Regions from separate parts of the Macaca mulatta genome. Here region 1 is linked to region 2. Evidence: chromatin contacts called from public Hi-C data. All regions are on one chromosome and are shown on one strand. The core of a region is the stretch at or near the end of the contact, and the rest is flanking DNA. Distances in the headings are between cores, read along the strand shown. Region 1 holds the start of GASK1B (golgi associated kinase 1B). Region 2 holds the start of CTSO (cathepsin O).

Evidence for each region. A called contact is a pair of places that touch in the nucleus more often than the background predicts.
Region 1: a Hi-C map of fetal cortical plate shows a contact between it and region 2, with 2.5 times the contacts expected there. The contact joins the promoter of GASK1B here to the promoter of CTSO in region 2. A contact is called at or near these places in 2 of 14 Hi-C or Micro-C datasets (fetal cortex germinal zone and fetal cortical plate).

The regions. Positions count from the first base shown.
Region 1 is chr5:166,769,842-166,777,058 of T2T-MMU8v2.0, reverse strand. It overlaps GASK1B (golgi associated kinase 1B), which reads left to right and starts at 5,745. Exons shown (of 5, transcript NM_001266338.1): 1 at 5,745-5,939; 2 at 6,674-7,217. The coding sequence starts at 6,898. It also overlaps a transcript of TMEM144 not described here.
Region 2 is chr5:164,540,914-164,547,535 of T2T-MMU8v2.0, reverse strand. CTSO (cathepsin O) reads left to right here and starts at 1,672. Exons shown (of 8, transcript XM_015139410.2): 1 at 1,672-1,850. The coding sequence starts at 1,716.

The DNA of each region.
Region 1 (7,217 bases), core at 4,496-6,995, 2.2 Mb before region 2:
AATGGAAAGGATGAGATGCTCCCTGACCCTGCATCATATTTCTTCACCTTGCAAGCCAATGGCTGCTGATGCATTGATATTGCACAGAATAATATATGAAAATATCTCCATCAGTGCCTTCCTGTAGTTCTTCTTTTCTGGTGCTTGAATCCACCGTGCTGGGGAGGTGGGAGTGGGTGAATGGGTAGAGTATGTAACATTAACCCAGTCTGTCTTTTCCAATCCAGTTTCACTATCAAGTCTTAAAACGTGGGTATGTAGTTACATACCCCAACATTGTATCAGATAGGCTACATATGTCAGAATCACAGTAGGTGATCCAACTCAGTTCCAAAACTACCAGATACAAATGAATAAACGATTCCAAATTTCTCTCTACATTCTTCTCCTGCAGTTTAAGGTGTTTACTTATAATCCCAATGCATTTCTAATGTTCCAAATTTAATCTAGTGAAGCCAGGGGCCTTTCCTTTCTTTAAATGTACTCTGTAGATTTTTTTCTTTTACATAAACTATACCTTAGGTGAGGAGAGAAAAAATAATCTGTTGGTCTGCACTAGTTTCCTGCAAGGAGCCCAAGGGTTGAGACAGTTTTATCCAATCTTTACTCCTTTACAAAGACAGAAAACTACTGCTGCGTGAGTTGTTCTGTCTCTGCCAAGAATGACCTAGAGCCAGTGTGTCTGTCCTGGTTTCTCCTCTGTGTGTGTGCCCTGGGGACAGAGATGGAGCAGAGTATCAGGACCTTGAGTGCCCATTTCTGAAACAGAGAAGCTTAGTTGTCTAGATTGTGTGGGGGCTTTTTGAAGAAACCCAGGGCAACCTCCAATTTTCCTAATTCTTACTTTATTCCATGATGACTCTATGAATTATCAGGTTTTAGAACTATAAAACAAATGGAAATTATTCTAACCTGCATGAATTATCTAATTATTAAGAAGTGAAATAATAACTTTGTACATGTCTATTATTTCAAATAGATGCCAAATTGGCTGTCATATGTTTTATCTGTTTACCATATCAGAGTATGTTCATGCAGACATCGCCCAGTTTCTGGTCATGTGGCAGAACCATTCTAACACAGACACAACATCAAATCATGGAATAAACGTTCCTAGGGAAATGAGGCAAATGCATTATTGCAGGAGATTTCCATACCAGGAAAATGGAGGAAAGTGCATGGTATAATAGTAGACAGAGGAGAGAATACCTAATACAATACAATGCCAGGCATTTTATCTGCTGGAAATATGCCTATTTGGTGTTCTCTGGGTCATATATGAGTGATTAGGCTATGGCACATAGTGTTACTTCATAGATTTGTAATACCAGCTCTGAGGAGACAGGTGATTTTCTCCAAAAGCACTTCTCCTACTGCATATAGATGTACTAGTTTAGGTCAACAGGAATGATGTCCTTAGGGGTGAGCAATCAACTGTCAGATAAAAAGTGCACATATTTCTATAAAATATGACATAATCAGTATAACTTCTTTTGCATACTGGTCAAAAGACAGATAGAGTATAGACTACTATTTAACACTTTTATGACAAAACTTCAAAGATTATAAAGTTGAAAGTTTTTCAGCGGCAGGCAGGGCAGCATGGTGCAGTCCAGGCCTGGTGTTGGAATGGATAGCAAAGATATTAGCAAATTCCATACAATAAGTAGGGCAAAGGTTGTACCCAGGAACCTATGCTAATGCCGCGATTATAATCATAGTAGGGTTATGGTTCCTAGAAATCAGGAATATGAGGAGCAAGGGATAGGGTCCCCCAGTGGAAGAGTCTGGGCAGCACTGAACCAGGAACAAGGTGTCCATCTGCAGGTCGGCAATCTGTGCAACAAGCCTGGGTCAACAACGGCAAAGAAAAACTCAGTACTTAGCTTTTCAGTGATTGGAGTCCTTATATATTGTCCTTCACTTTCCCAAGGGCTCTCAGGAGATGGGCAAGTTGCCACACAGTCACAGCAAGTGACACACCTGACAGAAGTGGGAGAAATGAGAGTGCTGTGGGTGGAAGAATGAGGCCCGATTCACTATCTAATCTGGTCCAGGAGGTGTCCCAGACTGAAGGCAAATAGCCTTCATCAAACTAGGATCTTACTATTGGAAGCCTTGAAGGATTTACAGATTACTTCATTGCCAGTGAAACCTAAGACATCATTTAATTGTAAAAAGGTGTTAATTTGCTTCTAGAACTAAGTATTTAACTCATAATACAGTGAATTATAACTCTGCACATTAGAAGCTTTTAAAACTGTGGATTCCTGGGCCCTACTTTAGATCATTTAGAGTCTCTGGGAAGATGGATGGGGCCTAGACACTCATATATTTTTAAAATTTTCAGGGGTTTTTGCTGTTCTTTAATATTTAAACTTAATTTTTAAATGACTGAAAAAATATGCATTTTTTAATTGTAAACAAATTATTTGTCCTACTCTCCTTCTTTATAGATTTATAACATATATACAAGGTATAAAGAATATAAAATAAATAACTATTTATCTACCACCTTTCCAATTTGATTGAAGGATAAGACATATATAAATATGGAAAAGTACAGAAATCACAAATGTATAGTCAATGTGCTATCTCAAAATAAACATACTTAGGTAAATCTCATCTAAACGAAGAAACAGAACATTCCCACAATCCTGCTCTACTCATGTTTTCTCTCCATCACCATCCTTGCCCCTCCAAAAAGATATGGAAAGGTCCCCAGGTAATTCTAATGGGCTCTACCATTATCTCACTGTCTACTTTTTCACTTTATTTCTCTCATTATTTTTAAGAAGAGAAAATACTTTAGGCATGAGAATTATGTCTCTCTGATCTAATCTAATAATAATAACGAATGCTTTGAGTTCTATATGTGCACGCACAGATTATATTGTAAGTTATAAATGAATGTTATATTGTGGCAACAAATTTTCAAACTAACACTCGTTCAAGGAATTTAGCTTTATTTTTCTAAAACCAAATTAAACTTCTCCGTGTCCCGTGCTACCTGATGGCAAAAAACACCTTTCCATTCGGTTTCAACAGAGACCATGAGCAATTGATGGCAATTGCTTCCACATTCCAAAATGAGGTATGGATCCACTGTGCTGAGGGAAGTGGTTTGCTGCATTGGGAAGTCTGAGGTTACTGGAGCAAATCATGGTGACCATGTCCATTGGATCACTTGTGGGGCAGTACACAGAGGTCCAAGTTAGAAAACCAGCCTGCGAGTCAGCCTAAATGCTGCCTAAGAGAACAGCCTGGAGAGTTGAGGTGATCTCAACAGAACAGGGGGCTACCAAGTTCCAAGGGACTGAGGGGCCATCGACAGCCAGCTAGAGAGATGCTTTGATAGTGGTGTCTTTGAAGTGACTACAAGATGCTCATCGCAGAGTCAGCTTTACATACCTGCCAAACCTGGAGAGCTTATAAGTCAATTCGCAGCATTATGAATGGAGTAGCAAAACCATTTCTGCCATTATTGCTTCTCTCTCTCCACTACCTTGGAACAGCCAGAGCCAGGCTCAAAGTAAGGTGAGTGGCTGGGTGAGTGGTTAAGGAACAAGAACTCTAGGCAGGAACAAAAAAGAATCTACGATGGATCTCCTCTGTCCCTTTTCAGTAGATTTTGGTTATGCTTTTTGAGGGACTGCTATCTTCTGGAGAAATTCTGGAAATTTGAAAGAAATTTTTTAAAAAATTTACTATGATATAGAATCAAACATATTAATTAGTTTATGTATATTATATGTCTGTATGTCTATGGCTAACAACTGGAGAACTTTTAAAAAAATTTACGTATTACTGGAAAAGTCATGGGGCCTGCCTGAGTTTCCGTTTAAGAAAGTTGAAAAGAGATATCGGGCCACAGAAGAGGTTTCAATGGGCAGTAGAGGGGGGCAATCACTAAAATTGTGTTCTGATTATATCTGACAAGCCCCGTTTATCCAGTGTATTGGTTACATCAATATCTTGACTACAAATAATTCAGTGTGCTTGTCCTCAATTCTACCGTGATAGCTTTGCTGTGGTGCAATGGTGACTATGTGTCAAGGCCTGGGCCGAGGAGACAGGCTTCCGAGCAGTTTAACGAGGCATCATGGTATTTCAAATGATCATTCCAAGGCTGCTATCTCATTCAATCATCACAAGAAACCGATGGAGTGAGTGGTATTATTTTTCTTCTCTTACACATGAGGGAAACTGAGGCAGGGTAAAATGACTTGCCACAGGGGACCACACGTAAGAGTTAAATGAGAAGAATTTAAAGCCAGGCTTCCTCCCTCTTCAGCCCATTTTCTGAATATCATAGTTCAGAGTAGAGAGTGGAGCCTCCACTAATCCCTATTGTGGCTATAGCAGGGGACAGTGTATTGTTCTTTTTCTAGGAGACATTTTTGGAGTGGGGTAGGAAGGTAGTCAACCAGATTTACCAACTCACACAACTCGCAATATCTCCTAGACATTTCTCCATGAAAAAAGTAGCTCTAAAAACAGCTGGAGGAGACTTCTGGTTATTATAACTGGCCTCTGCCAAAGGCTTACTTTTAATTTTTATAGATCCAAGTCAGTTGTTCCTTTAACTGTGAAAATAATAAGATGATTATAAAATGCAGCTTTGATATGGTTTTCCTGCAAGAAGTTCACATTTTCTATATAGAAAATAATTCTGTGTGTATGAAAGTATGTGCCTTAAGAGTTTTTGAGTGCAAATAAAATTGCTTTGAGGCCTGAATTCTCAGAAAGTTTAGCCAAAATACCCAGGTACTTCCAGGCTACTATCAATATTGGGATTGCTCCTTCTCATTCCTCCATGTGGCAGGACTTTTAAAGAGGAAAAAAGGACTGAGTTTAGAGTGCTAAAATAACAGCCTGATTATAATTTTCGTCAATTTACCACTTGGACGTTTATTCTCTCCTTCCATATATATTCCAACTCCTTGCTCTTTTTGCATTGTAAAATATAGTATTTTTAGGAATATACACCATATGCTAATCTTTTACCCACTCTTCAGTATCACAACTTTCTTTCTCTGTGGGGAGGAAAAATCCCTGTTCCCTTTCTGTCTTCTTGCCTTTTGATTCTATTTGTCATAGTCTAATTGAGACCCCGAGGTCATCAGCCCCTGCCTTTGTGCTAGGACACGCAAACCACCCAGGCCAATCCCTTACCTGTTTTTTTTAAAAACCTCCAATCAGAGAGAATCCATGACTTCTTTTTGTGAACTGTTGCACTGTGCAACTGCACACTATAAATGTCTTTCCTTATCTATGTGCACTCTTATCTCACTGTTCTATTTTTTCCCCCTCATTTATATTAACTCTTTCTTACCTTTTTTTCCTGAACTTCTAGGCCTTCTCTTTCCAGAACTGGTGGAAGACAAATGAAACGGCCAAGATGGTAAGGTGAGTAGTTCCTGGGAACGCTTGTGCTCTAACCCCAAGTTATGCGGGATGGACACTCGAGGGGTGATGGCATTCCTCATTTTACAAGTTCTTCCCTTGGCTGCGGCTGCTCCACCAAGATAGCAAACACTCTCGATCTTTTGAACTTCATGAGACTGACATTTCTGAGTCTGTTTTGCAAACACGACACTAGAGGGCTCCCAGGGGTTAAAAATAAGTGGAAAGTTATTTGAATGAAAACTGATTCTCTACGGCATTTCTTTTTTCCGAATTTAAAATTAATGTTTATTTTGTTAACTATTGTTTTTAAAAGCCTTATATCTCTTAAAACCATGCAGCAGTCAGTTTCCAAGTTTTGCTTTGTAATCAGTAGTTTTCAAGGGAGCTTTTAAAGCTGAACTGAAATGTTTGAAATGTGGAACACTCTTGACCATGAAATATGTTCTACTTACATGCCTCAGCCTTTAAAAGTTCTTTGCATTAGAGTCAAGGATTACATTCTTCCTGGAGCCAAGCATGGGGCCAGCTGTGTAAGTAAGGTTGCTTACGAGTTTCTTCTTTTTCTTTTTAATAGTGAAAAAACAGAACTAGAGATGCTTTTATTTTCTTTCAGCTGACTTCGGTGGAAAGAAAAGAAATAAAAAGCAGTCAGAGTTGTGTTGTGTTGTGTGTGTGTGTGTATGTGTAAGAGAGAAAGAGAGAGAGAGAAACAGAATAAATGCAACTGTTTCCAACATATATGGACATTTACGGCTTTGTATTATACTAACAATGTAAGCTAATGGAACATATTATTAATACGAAGAAAAATTTGTACCATTAGAGTAAGAGAATATGTTTCTAAATTTTATTGTTAATACTTGCTGCTTGTACTTGGTTAATTCAGGACTTTAAAAAGTAAATATGGTATAGTTATAGAGTTTTTAAAAATCACCTATTACTTGTCTTAAGTTCTTTCTGAATTTCAAAAAGGAAAAGCCCAGGTTTGTCACATTTTAATGCTTTTGCTTCAGAGTCAACTTAAATGACTCTAGGTACAAGTTATAAAACACTCTTGGATTTTTTGTGTCTTGTTTTCACTACTTTAAAGTGACTGTCAAATCTATACATCTATCTTGTTTCCATGGTTTTAACTTTTATTTTTAAAAACACTTAGTGGTGATATTTATGAAAGGAAATGATGACTTTTTTTCTTTACTCTTGTAGAGGAACTTAAATGGTTTGAGATTGTGACTCAGTTAACTCTGTATCCATTCATTCCCAGAAACCAGCCACATTTCTCCTTGGGGAGACTGATAGTTTAAAAGGTTTGTTGTGTCTGAAACATTCCCAGCTTCATTACCAACCCTTTCCTTCCACCTCTACCCACTGGAGACCATTTATGTCCCGAAGCGGACGCGACAGCTGAAGTCAGGAAACCATGCATTACATTAGCAGGAGCCAACTGCAGACTTTAAACTCCGTTCAACATGTGGATGCGGCAGAGAAATGACCTGTCCAGACAAGCCGGGGCAGCTCATAAACTGGTTCATCTGCTCCCTGTGCGTCCCGCGGGTGTGTAAACTCTGGAGCAGCCGACGTCCAAGGACCCGGAGAAACCTTCTCCTGGGCACTGCCTGTGCCATCTACCTGGGTTTCCTGGTGAGCCAGGTGGGGAGGGCCTCTCTCCAGCACGGACAGGTGGCTGAGAAGGGGCCACATCGCAGCCGCGACACCGCCGAGGCATCCTTCCCTGAGATACCCCTGGATGGTACCCTGGCGCCTCCAGAGTCCCAGGGCAATGGGTCCACTCTGCAGCCCAATGTGGT
Region 2 (6,622 bases), core at 423-2,922:
CACTGAAATACCAGCTCCAGGAGGGTGGGGCTTTTCATCTCTTTAGTCACTTATGCACTTGTTGTGTCCTGATGACTTAGAACAATGCCTGACACTTAGGAAGTACTCAATAAATATTTGTTGATGTAAATCCATTGAAATACCAGCCCCATAAGGATGGGGATTTTCATCTCTTTAGTCACTTATGCACTTACTTGATAAATTCTCATTACCTAGAACAATGCCTGACACTTAGCAGGTACTCAACAAATACTTGATGAGAGCTCATGAAGTGAGTTTAGTTCAAGTGGTTTTTTACAATAGCAATTATCCTACAGGAAGGATGACTGCCTATATTTAAATTTCCTGACTCAGTAGGTTGTCAATAAACAGGGACTATGATCTGAAAGCAAACCTCAGTTGAAAAAGAAAAGCATGTGCTTGTATGAGTTACAAGAAAGGGCTAAGTGCAAAAGAACTGCTGAGGTTAACATGAACATTGTTCTGTAAACTTATGGTTTAAATAAAATCTTTATCACCACACTTTCCAAGAGCAATATATCTTATCATGGATGTACATAAAAAACTCTCGTGTCTTTCCTCTTAATACCCAGAACATTATTTTTATTTTATTTTTATTTTTATTACCGATTTTGCATCAGAGAATATTGTAACTCACTGCACCTAGGTAAAAACTAAAGACATAAATCTGATGTTAGTTCTAAAAATCCACAAGGGTAATGATATGAATTTCAGAGACATGGAAGCCTTGTTCAGAATAGATTATAACAGAAAGGCTCAGTAGAGTCAGGTTCATGAGTGTGTGACCTGTTCAGAAGTGGGTGCTTAGAAGGATCATGGCTTGGGTTAATGCTCTGCTGCTACCGTCTTGAAATCCTTAACAATTTATAAACAAGTGAACTTCATTTTCAGTTTACACGGGGCCCTGCAAATTATGTACCTGGCTCTATCTTCCTTTGTAAATGGAGAAACAGACTCCAAGAGTTTTGAAACTGCCACAATAGATCCAAAAATTGTGTAGGCTTTTCACAACTGTACAATTTTGTTACGTATTTATAAACATCTGCTGAATGGATGACTATGTATTGGCCCTCGTCACTTCAGAACCAGGTCTTGAACTTAGGGATTGTGGCAAGAAGGAACAAGGCACGTCCCGGGGGCTCACAGGGCAGGCCAGGTGGCTCACACTTGTGATCCCAGCGCTTTGGGAGGCCAAGGCGGGCGGATCACTAGAGGCCAGGAGTTCCAGACCGGCCCGGGCAATACGGCAAGATCCTATCTCTACTAAAAATACAAAAACAGCCTGGCGTGGTGGCATGCGCCTGTAGTCCCAGCTACTCTGGAGGCTGAGGCAGGAGGATCACTTGAACCTGGGAGGTCGAGGCTGCAGTGAGCCCTGATCTCAACACGCACACACAAAGAATGACTCTCGGGCTTCTTTTTTTTCTAATGTACGGAGGTAAAACCTTGAAAGCACATAGTCAAGTGCCTGATTCTTCCAAAAACAAAAACAAAAAACTAGCCTCAATGAGGAGGTCCATAGCCTCCAGCTAACCAGATTTTCAGTCACAGTGCACCGGGGACCTAAAAAAGGGTCAATCTCAGCACCATGCACTCCACCGGGTTCCTTCCGCCCCTCGAGCCCAGGATGGGAGGAGCCGAGGAACCGAAAGAGAAAACAGGCCGCGCAGGCCGCGGAGGAGCCGGGCGCCTTAATGGAGCTCCGGACGCTGCTGTGGCTGCTGTGGCTGCTGTGGCTTCTGTGCCGGGGCGGCTGCGATGCGGACTCCCACGCCCCCTTCACCCCGACCTGGCAGCGGAGCCGCGAGCATGAGGCCGCCGCCTTCCGGGTACCGAGCGCGCGCCTCCCCGGGTCTGTCTCTGCTCCCCCACTTCCTGTCCCGGGTCTGGGCTGCGGAAGAGGGCCCCCGAGAGGGGACCCTGCTAGTGGGCACCCGTGGCTCTGCGATGCGTCTGGGGCACTGAGCTGCGGGTGCAAAAGCCAGCTTCTCTCTCCCCTCCCCTTGTGCCATGGTGTCGCTCCCCCATGCCTTTGCTCACCAAACGATTTGATTTTCCAGAAAAGATTTGCCGCTATGAATTTTTGGGACGCATCCAAATGAATAAATAGATACGTCCAAAGTGTTCTTGGTGGGAAGAAGCACCCCCTTTTAGCAATCCCCTCGATCGTTGCCACTGGCTTCCAAAGCTCCTCTATTTCTCATTTATGAGAACCAGAAACAGGGAGCAGCCTGTTGGTGGAAGGAACCTGTCGTTTTTTTCTTCCCGAGGAGGGCGCTAGTGATCGGAAGTTAGAGACAAAGAGCCTGCCTTTAGCCTGGTTAAAGAATCCGGATGGTTAATGATTCTCCTTAAACTAACGCACCACCTTAAAAGTTCTTCCTGCCTTGTTGGAGACTGAGTTGGAGAAAAGAGAAACATTTAATTTCCTTTTCTTATTATTATGAAAATCCTTTTATAATAAATGCTTAGATTTGAGTCTAGCATGAAATCTCTGGAAGGGACCGGTTAGCTGAGCACAAATAATGATTTTCCTGAAAGCAAGGAGACTGCAAGAGATGCCGCTTTCGTGCTTGCCTCACTATGTTCTAGATATCTGATACCATTTAACACGTTTTTAAATTCGTGAAAGATGCCATTATCATGATTTAATTTATTAGAAAAGAACATTCATTCTGAATCAAACGTAAGTCTGAGTTCAGTAATATTGCTCAAGAGAGTGTATCTTTTTTCCTGGTGTTTGTTGGAATTTCTCACAGGATTTCATAGCTAAGCTCATTCCCACCGCCCCCCCCCCAACCCCCGGAAAGCCCCAATGTTTAGGAAGGCCAGCCTTCCCTGATTCTGTCCACTCTTACGTTTCGTCCAAACCGAGATGTGTACTGTTATCTCCACTTTATTATTCTTGAGTTCAGTTCTGGTTTTCAAAACCGGAAGTCCTCTTACTCTTTCAAGAACAAAATTCTGGCCTGTATTCTACCCTTATTCTGAACTTAGGTTCGTTTTCCTGGTAAATCAAACCCATTAGGGGAAAAGTCAGTCTCACCTTTATTGATAACATATTCATTGGCTACATAAATAAACACACTGTCAGGCTCCTAAAAAATTAGTATTTCAGGACAAAGCTCAAAGGGCTAGACTTATAAATATATTTTAACGGTTGTTTAGATTTTAGATAATTTGTAAATATATATGTATATAGTTTATGTAGTGACTCATACTGGTCCTGTAAAGAGGCTATACCCGGATGAACGTCTAGAAAATGTAACTTTTCTCAGGAGAAATACAAAGATCCAGGTTGAAAGATGGAAAGTTGGAAGTGGAGGAGGATGGAATTATGAAGACACTTAGTACATTTTAAAAACCTTGGGTTAAGAAATACCGAAAACGTTTTCAAAGCAATTGCTGCCTGTAGGAATTTTCTTCATGAGAGGGGTACGCAGAAAGGAGAACAGTGAGGCTTCAAAGCACAGTTGCTGGAAACTGAACATCTCTTGGTGCTTAGTTGGACTTTATTCAAGAATGCTTTAAAACCGATTTTCTACCTTAGCGGTCCCCAATCTTTTTGGCACGAGGGACCGATTTCACAGAAGACAGTATTTCCATGGACGGTGGGGGTGGAGGAGGGAAGTAGGGGGATGGATGGTTTTGGGATGAAACTCTTTCATCTCGGATCATCAGACATGAGTTAGATTAGTTAGCTGGGGATTGCTGTTTGGACTTGGGATAGAGAGCTGGACACAGGGAAACGTGGAAAAGGCCCTGCCTCCTTGGTAACCATGAAACTTCTTGTTGAAATCAAGTGAATTCATTGGTGAATTGATGACACAGGGTTTTGCAGCTGAAGATCTGGTTCAAGAAAGTCCTTGATTAATTAGTAACGTCTTTCATGATCATGGGTTTAGAGAATGGTGAAGGTTTTTAATTTGTTTTAATCTTAGCCTTAGATAGTTTTGTAAGTTTCCTGGGGATGCACCTTACATGAAAGTTAAGTTAGTCCATGACTTTCCCACAGAATATTATATTCTGTTCAGTGAAACCTAGACTCCTCTATGGTTTATTATGGGATGCCTCACAAGATACCTGACTTTGGATGACACCCCTTGTCTCTGCGCTTTCACTACTTTAGAAACTTCTAGTGCTCAGGAAGCTCTTAACTGTTGGATTCAGCCTACTACTTTCCTTTGTGCCAAAACCTAGGTTTGCCCTCATATTTACTGATACTCATTATTTTACCACAGATCATTTGGCATTCTTATCCTTTGGGAGGCGAAGACCCAATATTGGATCCAATAAAAGTTTGATACTGTCACTTTAGAATAGTATCTATACCAAAGCACATGTGATTTTACATAAAATTTCAGAAGCTTCACCTTAAGACCAGTTGCCATAATGACACAGGTTATATTATTATGAGATTATACATTTAGGAATGTTTATTTATGTGTAAATAGATGGCCGTAGCATCTTTATAACAAGTGATCCTAACTAATGAGCCACTTATATGTGCTTGCCATAATCAGTCCCTTGAAATCTGGAATTAGGTCCTCCAAATAGGCTTTATCCAAGAAAACTTTAAAACCTATTTTCTACCTCAGTGGTCCCCAAACTTTTTGGCACCAGGGATTGGTTTCATGGAAGACAGTTTTTCCACGGACTGGGGTGTGGGGGTGGGGTGAGAAGGATGCGGATGATTTCAGGATGAAGCTGTTCCACCCCAGATCATCAAGCATAGATTCACATAAGGATGGAGCAAACTAGATCCCTCACATGCACCGTTCCCAGTAGGGTTTGTGCTCCTATGATAATCTAATGCTGCTGCTGATCTGACAGAAGGTGGAGCTCAGGTGGTAATGCTCGCTCGCAGGCCCCTCACCACCTGTTGTGCAGCTCGGTCCTTAACAGGCCACAGACCAGTACTGGTCCATGGCCAAGGGGTTTGAGACCCATGTTCTACCTTATATAAAGATAAAAACATGAATTTGATGTTAGATAATGTTGTTCTGCAGACTTTTTCTGACAATTTTCACTTAAAGTATACATTGGCTAAATGGAAACATAAACTTAAAATCATAGATTATAATTCATTCATTCATTCGTCCATTCATCTTCCCAAACATTCATCCAATACTTTATTTAATTTCTATTGTGTCTAAAGAACTGGTCTGGGTTTTCTGAGGGGTACAGTGGAGAATAAGACATGTGCTATGCTCTAAGAAATGTACACAAAAAATGACTATCATTATGTTTAAACATTGTATTATCCATTTTCCTGTAAATAGAAAGAAGAATATAAACACTTATACACTAGAGAAATAGATTCTCCCAAGTAGTTCACAAAAGAATGTATTTTTAATTCAATCTTTTTGTGTGCATGCTTACACAAATACTGACTACACAGTTCTTATCATACATAGTAAATATATATCTGCATTATGTTTATACAGAGTTCAGTACACTGTATAGAAAATACTTTGTCTAAGAAACTTTTCAAAAGTGATTTATAAAAATGTATCCTTTAAAAAGCTTTTATTGTTCTAATCCAGGGCTTCTCAACAGTGGCACTATTGACATTTGAGAATGGATAGTGATTTGGTGTGGGGGGCCTTCCTCTTCATTGTAGGGTGAATAGCAGCATGCATGGGCTCTATGCACCAGATGCCAGTGGCATCCCACCAGTGTAACAATCCCCAGTATGACAAATGAGGGACAAAATTATCCTCAGTTAGAATCACTGATCTAAAGTTTACAACTCCTAAGTCTTCCAAGAAATTCTCAGCAATGCTTTAATATTGTATACAAATATTTTACCTTTTTGCTCATCCTCAGATTTACTGCAATTTCCAGAAACTAAAGCACTCCCAAGGAGAACATTTTAAATCTATGTGTACAATTTATGATTTATCCTATGAAACTTCAAAATCTGCAAATGAAAGTTGTTAAATCTTGAGTAATGGAATGCAAGACAAACAGTGAGTTTAAAGTGCCGAAGATAAAGTGATCTTCCGAAGTACCTTAGGCATCTCTGATAATTTCAATATAAAACTCATCCCATGGATACATGGGATTCACTGTAAGGGAATACACACATCATTGCATATGTTGATAAGGGCAAATAAATCATCATGATTAGTGGAAGGAAACCTAGATATCAATGGGGAAAAAATAATAGATGTTCACTGCCTTTTCAGCTGATAAAACAGACATGAAGTCCCTTAAAGTTTATGTCCCTTCGGTGGATTTCTTGCAGGCCAAATAACTATACCCCTCCACCAAATACTAGTTGTGTGACCTTAGGCAAATCATGTATCTGTTTCTCAGATTTTTTCATATGTGAAGAGCGGGTAATGTTAGCAATTACCTTTATACAGGACTAAGTTAATTCATATAAAACACTTGGAATGAATACTTGCATTCAATTTAACAATCCTTTCAACCTTTTGTATTTAGTGCATTCAGTGGCCAAGAGCTTTCTTTGTAGAGAAATGAAAACAGTTTGCTCATAAAGGATTTGCTTAGTCCTTTAGAAACAGTTGAGTACATGCAAGAAGAAAATACATGATTCCATTTATTCTTACTTAGTGGCAGTCTGTGAGAAAGA